2 separate regions of the Ovis canadensis genome follow, and region 1 is linked to region 2. A link is a contact called in public Hi-C data. All regions are on one chromosome and are shown on one strand. Each heading gives the region's core, a stretch centred on a gene start, on an enhancer-like site or on the middle of the called end of the contact. The rest is flanking DNA. Distances are from core to core; before and after follow the strand shown.

Evidence for each region. A called contact is a pair of places that touch in the nucleus more often than the background predicts.
Region 1: a Hi-C map of lung shows a contact between it and region 2, with 3 times the contacts expected there. The contact joins the promoter of GTDC1 here to the promoter of ZEB2 in region 2. A contact is called at or near these places in 2 of 2 Hi-C or Micro-C datasets (fibroblasts and lung).

The regions. Positions count from the first base shown.
Region 1 is chr2:171,092,333-171,095,926 of ARS-UI_OviCan_v2, forward strand. It overlaps GTDC1 (glycosyltransferase like domain containing 1), which reads left to right and starts at 1,268. Exons shown (of 12, transcript XM_069577646.1): 1 at 1,268-1,393.
Region 2 is chr2:170,891,239-170,894,994 of ARS-UI_OviCan_v2, forward strand. ZEB2 (zinc finger E-box binding homeobox 2) reads left to right here and starts at 2,130. Exons shown (of 10, transcript XM_069577636.1): 1 at 2,130-2,612.

The sequences.
Region 1 (3,594 bases), core at 18-2,517, 200 kb after region 2:
CTGGAGTTCTAGTTACATTTGCATGTTTTGCCTTTTTCTAACTCATTTAACCCACAAGCGCTTTCCAAATACAAAACCCTTTGATTCGGAATCACAGAAATTGAAACGTGGAAGAAACACATTCCTCCTTTTACAGGTAAGAAAACAGGAGATCTAAAAGATCCTGGTGCTCTTCTACTGAATATGAATTTTATAAATAAAAGAGCTAAAGTGAGGTTAGATTGCAGAGAAAGTAACAGGCAAAATGTGTGAACTTTAATCCCCAACAGGAATTGTGTCATTTAATATATTATTGCACAGAAAAAGATTGGAGGGAACCCATGCAAGTCTAAGAGGCACCACTGCTATTGCTCAGGTTTGTGAATTTTTTTTTTTTTAATACTTTATTGGCTGCACTGGGTCTTAGTTGTGGTAATTGGGATCTTCCCTCATCATTGTGGCATTCAGGATCCTTTTTTACTTTCTGCATGCCAGATCTAGTTTCCTGATCAGGAATCGAATCCAAGCCCCCTGCACTGGAAGGACCAAGTCTTAGCAACTGGACAACCAAGGAAGACCCAGTTTTGTGAATTTTAACTATTTCAGAGACTCTTCAGGTGAGTGGGGTAGCGCACATGCATTTGTTTAACTCCTACACTGCATCTGAAGTATTTGGAGTAGTCAGAACAGAAAAGACGCTCAAAATGTAGGTAAAGGAAGAAGCGAGCCTTTTCACAGGGTTCCGACGTGACCAGAGGGAGGGAAATTAGAACGCGCTGGCAGAGCAGGCGCTCAGGAAGTGCGAGCTGCACAGCAGGTAGCGGTGGCAGGGGAGAAGTCCAGTGCGTACGAGGACCCTGAGGCTCCAGCAGGGAGGGGAGAGGAACGGGGACCAGGAGGGAAGGACTGGCAAGAAACTGCAAACTGAGGCTGACCTAGTGAGCAGAGAAGATCTTCTAGAAAGAAAAGAAGGCATGAGAGCTTACAACCAGACTAGGGGTTGAGGAAAGAGTACTAAAAACCTTAAGGGGAAGACAGGGGTGCGATCCAGAGATGGGAAAGGTGGGGAGGTGGGCGGCAAAGCGAGGTCCTCGGGCAGTGAACAGGTAAAAAGAGGTGCGGGGGTAGTGAGCCCACATGCGGTATTCTCCAGAGGGCGGGAGCGGCCGCTGAGTCAGGGACTAGCAGAGTCCCGGCAGCGCTGGAGGCGGAGTCTTGAGCGCGTGGGCGGACCCAGTGGGCGGGGCATGCGCCTGACGCGCCCCGAGGCCGCTGCGGCCGCGGGCCGGGCGGGGCGGCGGCGGCGGCGGCGGCGGCGGCTGCGGCCGCGGGGGAGGGGCCCGGCGTCAGCGCGTCGCCGGCTGGGCCGCGCCGGTGGCCAGGAGGGAGAGACTAGGAGGAGGAGGAGGAGGAGGTGAGTAGGCTCCGGGCTGGGGAGCCGCGCGGGCCGGCGGGGAGGCGGGGAGCGCAGCCCCTCCCCTCCGCTCCAAGGCGCCCGCCTCGCGGGACCGCGCGGCTCGGAGTTCCCAGAGGGGTTTTGGCGGCGGCGGCGGCGGCGGCGCAGGGAGCCGGGGGAGGGGGGGGGGCGGAGCTGAGGGCCTCGCGGGCGGTGTGCTTCCCGGGCGCACGCGCTGCGCTGGCGGTGCCGCGGTCCGCCGGGCACCCGGGCTGCTGCGTATCAGTCTTGCTGCGCACTGGCCATTTTCTGACTCCCTTTTCTTGGGTTCTACGTTTTCTGCGGGCCGGCTTCCCGCCGCTCGGCGCGCCGCTGCCGCCTCTTCGCTCTGCCGCGGGAGTGGGTGGAGGCGCGTCGCCTTCTGGCTGGGAGGAGGCCAGGTTCCCGGGCTCGGCCGTAGGCCCTCCTCGCCGATCTTGAGACTGCCGGGCCGGTGGTCCTTCGCGCCGCGCGCCCGCAGGCCTGCCTGAAGGACCCTTTCCATCTGGCCCAATTAGTGCCCTCACTTTCCTGACCTCAGGAGCCCCTTACTTAGTCTGCAGAGACTTACGACCTCACTCACTCTTCGCACCCCCGCCACTTGTCTCCCATGAGGATCCAGCATACACTTTGTTTTAATCGGGATCCAGGCAGTTGTACTGGTGGAAATGGCCCCGGAATTAATCCTGTAAATCCAGACACGAACCCAACAGCGAAGTTGCAGTACTATAGTAATTTAACCTTTACGGGCGAGGTTTTTTTTCCCCCCTCTCCTCTCTGGCGAAGGCAACTTTATAGAGTCTTCTGAGAACTGTACTGCATTAGATTATCTTCGAGATAATTCTTAAGTTAGCGCCTGGAGGCAGTGTGATGGGAGGTTCAAAGAGAAGGCTATGCACTTTTTCCTCCACCGTATCACAGTTTGAAGTGGAAAACGTGCGTTGACGGTGATTTTCCACATGAGGTGGGTTGCAGAGTGCAGCCCCCGTGAGCCGTGGCTCGCCTTGGTTCCTGGGTGCTACCCCTGAAGTTGATTTTAAAGCTCAACAGAATGGTCAGGTAAAGGAGCTGCTGCAAAGAAATCCAGTATAATTCAATAGAGCCATTTTATTGGATTCTATTAACCTGTTTAACCTTAAACTAAAGCATGGCGGGAGTTTCATGTAGGAACTCACATACAAAGTGCAATACTGAATTTTAGTTAGTGCGTTCCAGGTTTGATGTGGAGTAGTCTCCTCAGCTCGCACTGCCTTTCATTATGCATTTTCCTTAGGATCTTGTTTTAAAGAAACAGTTTTAGTATAGAGGGTGGGAGGAATACCCTTTGAATCATGAAACTTTCTTTGACGAACTTGAAAACTGGATAGGTAAAATCTGAACCTTGATACTGAGATAAGGTAGGAAACTGATGTTTATAGCATTACCACTTTGAGAAATTAAGGCTTCTTTACTCTTGTTTTGAAACCATGTTGACGTCTTAATTTCACGGACGGCAGAAGTACAGAATTTTCTGTTTGTGAGGAACTTCAGCAGCTGATTATTAGTTATTTATTATTAACTTAATTCAGCGTCATTATTTTGCAGAGAGAAAGTAATCCAAATTCCCTGAAGAGATTTAACATGAACTAAAGAGAACTAGTTGGTTTAACTGAACACTTAAGTAGATACTTTAGACCTCCCCAGTGGATATTTTTGTACCAAAATTTGTTTTGATTTTGATGTCTTAAAAGCCAAATAATTACTAACTTTTAATTTTTTCCCCATATTTTGAGTATAGGCCTTAGTTTGTGATTTGGACTCATTAGATACAAATTATATTTAAGGAGTGTTTACATTTTTACCAGTTGAAACAATTTCCAGTTTGTTTGAATTTAGTAACTGTTTTCATTTCAAGAATGTTTATTCATATTCTTGATTCAGGTAGTCTGTGTCAATTCCAGGAGATTGGCATTTCAAGAATTCTAGAGTTATGATGTATGTAACCTTGATATAATAAAGAAGAAAGGTCTGTACGCATGTAGGCATTGAATTCCAGCATCCTCAGCATCCCTTTTCTTAGTGGTCCTCAACGCAGAAGTCTGGAAGTTCTTGCTGGCCTGGGGTGAATTCTTTGCATCTCCCACTCCAGTGTTTACTGCAGGCATTTAGTAGAGACTTTTTGGCTTGTGTGCACTTTCCCT
Region 2 (3,756 bases), core at 880-3,379:
GCCTTTTGATTGGATCCTCTGACCTGAGGTTTACCACTGAGTGTATGTCTGGGCTGTAAGCTCCAATGGCTACCTGGGGTCCTCAGGTGGAGTCTTACCTGGAATTACTCCATGCCAGGAACACCTTTATCCTGGAAATGGAAGAGAAAACGCTGAAAAGCAAACTTCTAGAGAAAGCTAGACTCGATTTTTTTTAAAATAAAAAAGTGGGGGAAAGTGGGGATTTAAAAAAAAGGATGTTAATAATAGAAGTAAATCTCAGAGGAGAAACTTGATAAGTCATATATTTATAGAGATAGGAATATTAAAGAAATGTAAAGCATAAAACTGAGAATGTGCCTGACCCATGGTGGAAATCTTTAATTTTTTTTATTATTAAATTTTAGGCGGGTCTCCAATGCTCCTCTATAAGTAAATTATATGAGTGGGGTGGGGGAGATGATTCTCATTGTAATAAATGCTTAAGGTAGCAAAGAGGTGAGTCTGTAATCAACTGTGAAAATTTACTTCCTCACATCCTAAAGTAAGTGTTGGTTGTGGTCATGCTGGGTGGCTATTGCCCCCTCCCCAATAAACATACAAAATACAAAGCTGTGCACCTCTGGGAGTGTGGATGTGGCAAACCAAGTGGTGGCTTTTCCCTCCTCTTGAGTGCAATTGCCAGTGACTCTTGCATTCAAAGTCTTGCTTTAGGCACACATTCAAAGTACAGTTCAAAGCAGTTTATCTTAATGTGAGTAAAAGTGTAGTGTTGGATCAGGGTGTTATTTGTTTCAGATTTCATCAGACTGAAAACAGGGGGCTGTAACATATTAACAATATTAAAGCAGGAAAAAAATGGCATGAGGCTATCCTTCAGTCCTCTTGACACCTCCACCTTTACCTTTGCAAAGACTGTGGGACTGAAAGTTTATTTGTGCTCTGAGGTCCTCAAGCACTTTCACTCTTTAAAAAAAAAAAAAAAAGCCTCACAGTTCTTTAAGAAATTGAGCCTGAACCACTGGAGGCTAAGAGATTTCTTCCTTTTCCGATAAATGCCTGTGCTCAGCATCCTCAAATTTGGCTGTCTTTATTTACTTCTATATTAGTTCCAATTATGTGCAGTGTAAACCAGCTTTTTGATTAACAAAACAGCAGAGCATTGGTTAAGAACACTTAAACTTCAAAAAAAATTCCCCTGGGAAGTAGGCTCTGAATTGGTTAATAATGTGCAGTACTTGCTAAATTGCTGACTTCCAGATGTGGAAAATATCTTTCTTGTTTAGGACCTATGTAACCTGATTGGATTACGACAGAAGCGTCACGTTGGAAGCTTTTGAGTGATTATTTAATTAACCATACAGTAGAAAGCTGTATTCTCCAGGAAATCCCTACCATATTTACATAACCAATCCCTTCAGAGCAAAGGTGGAGTCTTTTCTTTTTAATTTTACTTTAATTGCAATATCAAAAAATATATACTCCAAAACTTAGACCCCATGCCGTTTAATATCGTGCTCTTCCTTCCCTGCTAAATTCCTCTATGGCCTTTCTCCTTTTCCTCCTGCCTCCCTCCACACACTCCCTCACTTTGTAGTGAAGTCTCCTTGAGATGTAGAGAGATTCAGAGATCGGTCAACTCAGCGCTCTATGTTAATTTACTTAGAGACCCTTTTTAAAAATGCCAAACTACTTTTTAGTATTGGGATCCAATCCAGAAATTCATCACATACACACACCCCAACACACATGCCCTAAAATGCAGCTCACATAACAGCAATTTTCCCCCTCTGGCTCTGGCATCTTGAAAGAAAATAATAATAATAATAATAATAATACGAGAAAGGGCAAAAAATTTAGTTCCAGAAACCGTGCTGAGAAATCCACACAACTTAATGTGCATCTCAAATCTGGTTATTAGAGATATCTGTATAAGAAGAGGCGATGTGGATTGAGGAACCGGGATCTTTCCCTTTAACTTTCGCCCCTTAGAGTTCTCCAGTTCTGTGAATGGTGTGCACCGTTTTCCGCCCTGTACTCTGTAGGATTTAGTGATGAGGATAATGATGCCAAAGGCTTGACGGGGGTGGGGGGGGATGGGGGGGGTGGGAGGGGGGGCGTGGAGAAGAGAGGGAGGGAGGGAGGGAGGCGAAAGGGAGGGAGAGAGGAAGGGAGGGAGGTGGAATTTCATTTCTTCCACTAAAGCGTTTGCGGAGACTTCAAGGTATAATCTATCCCAGATCCTTTCCCAGAGAGAAACTTGGCGATCACGTTTTCACATGATGCTCACGCTCAGGGCGCTTCAATTATCCCTCCCCACAAAGATAGGTGGCGCGTGTTTCAGGGTCTCTCTCTCTCCTACAGAAAAGAAAAAGAAAAAAATGTCATTAGAAGAGGCGTAACACGTCAGTCCGTCCCCAGGTTTGTGTTTCCTGGAGTGGCCGAAAGAGATCAGTTCTAACCTGCTCCGCAGGAATAACGGTCCTGCCTCCAGACACTCTTGGCGAGGTTTTGTACAGTTTGCTCCGGGAGCTGTTTCTTCGCTTCCACCTTTTTCTCCCCCACACTTCGCGGCTTCTTCATGCTTTTTCTTCTCACCATTTCTGGCCAAAACTACAAACAAGACTTCGCAGGTAGGTTTTTTTTTTTCCCCCTTTTCTCTCTTTTTATTCCTTTTTGGCATGGTCACCCCCCCACCTTCCTTTTATGATTTTCTCCTTTTAAGTGGGGATGTGAGTCTAAAGTGAGAAGGAGTGTCTGTGGGTAGGAATTTCAGGTGGGTTTAGCTCCTTTATGGCAAGCTTTTCCCAAGAATGACTTCTTCGATTTTTCTCGCACTCCCTGTGTCTCTCTCCTTCTTTTTCTCCCCCCTTTTTTCCCTCCCCCAAATAATTTGCCCCGTACCTGTCCATTCAGGTAACCAAAGGTGCCTTTTACTACCCAGCCTTGGAAAAGTTTTATTGAGATCTGTATGGTTGGAATAAAAACTCTTCGAGGGGAGAGATTTTGCTCTATTTTCACTCTAGTTCCAATTCATTGTATTCAGCAATTAAAACTTGGCAAATACCTGTTAATAATTACAAAACTTGATGGATACAAACCTACCAAATTCGGGATCAAGTCTTTCTCTTAGATATGGCAGTCCAACCTTTCCCACCGAAGAAGGCTGTTTTCTAAGTAGAAAGTTGCCTGTTTTTGTCTGCTTAGCGAGTTTCATTTCTTTATTTCATTCTTTGTGTGTGTATGTATGTGAAGTAACACCTCACTTCTGTGATGATAAATAAAGAAGTGAAAGTCCTCATGGAACTTGAGTCGTTTACCAAAGTGGAGGGGGGGGGGGCTCACTACAGCTGGGAAGAAAACTGCCGTCAGGACATTAGGGTTTTAAATTAAGAATAACTTTTGAAATTGTATTTCCAATGGCAAAGTCATATAGAGACAGAAGATACATACACTCAAATATCCCATTCCATACTTTGGCACTAAAAAGTCGAGATAGCAGGAGTTACCAGGAACAGGGGTGATCCCGGTTAACATGAATATGTGTGTCTCCCACCTACTTACATATTTTACATGCTCCCCCTATAATGATGAAGGTAAGATTACTAACTCCAGAGTTAGAAATAACAGGCAAAGATAAAGTTTACAGCACAAATGCCCTGTCTGTCCCTCACACACACATGCTCATAAAACTAGCAGCTTACTTTATTAAACATGTATTTATATGCAATCGTGCGTAAGTCTCAGCAGGAATACAGACAGGCCAGCTGTTTCATC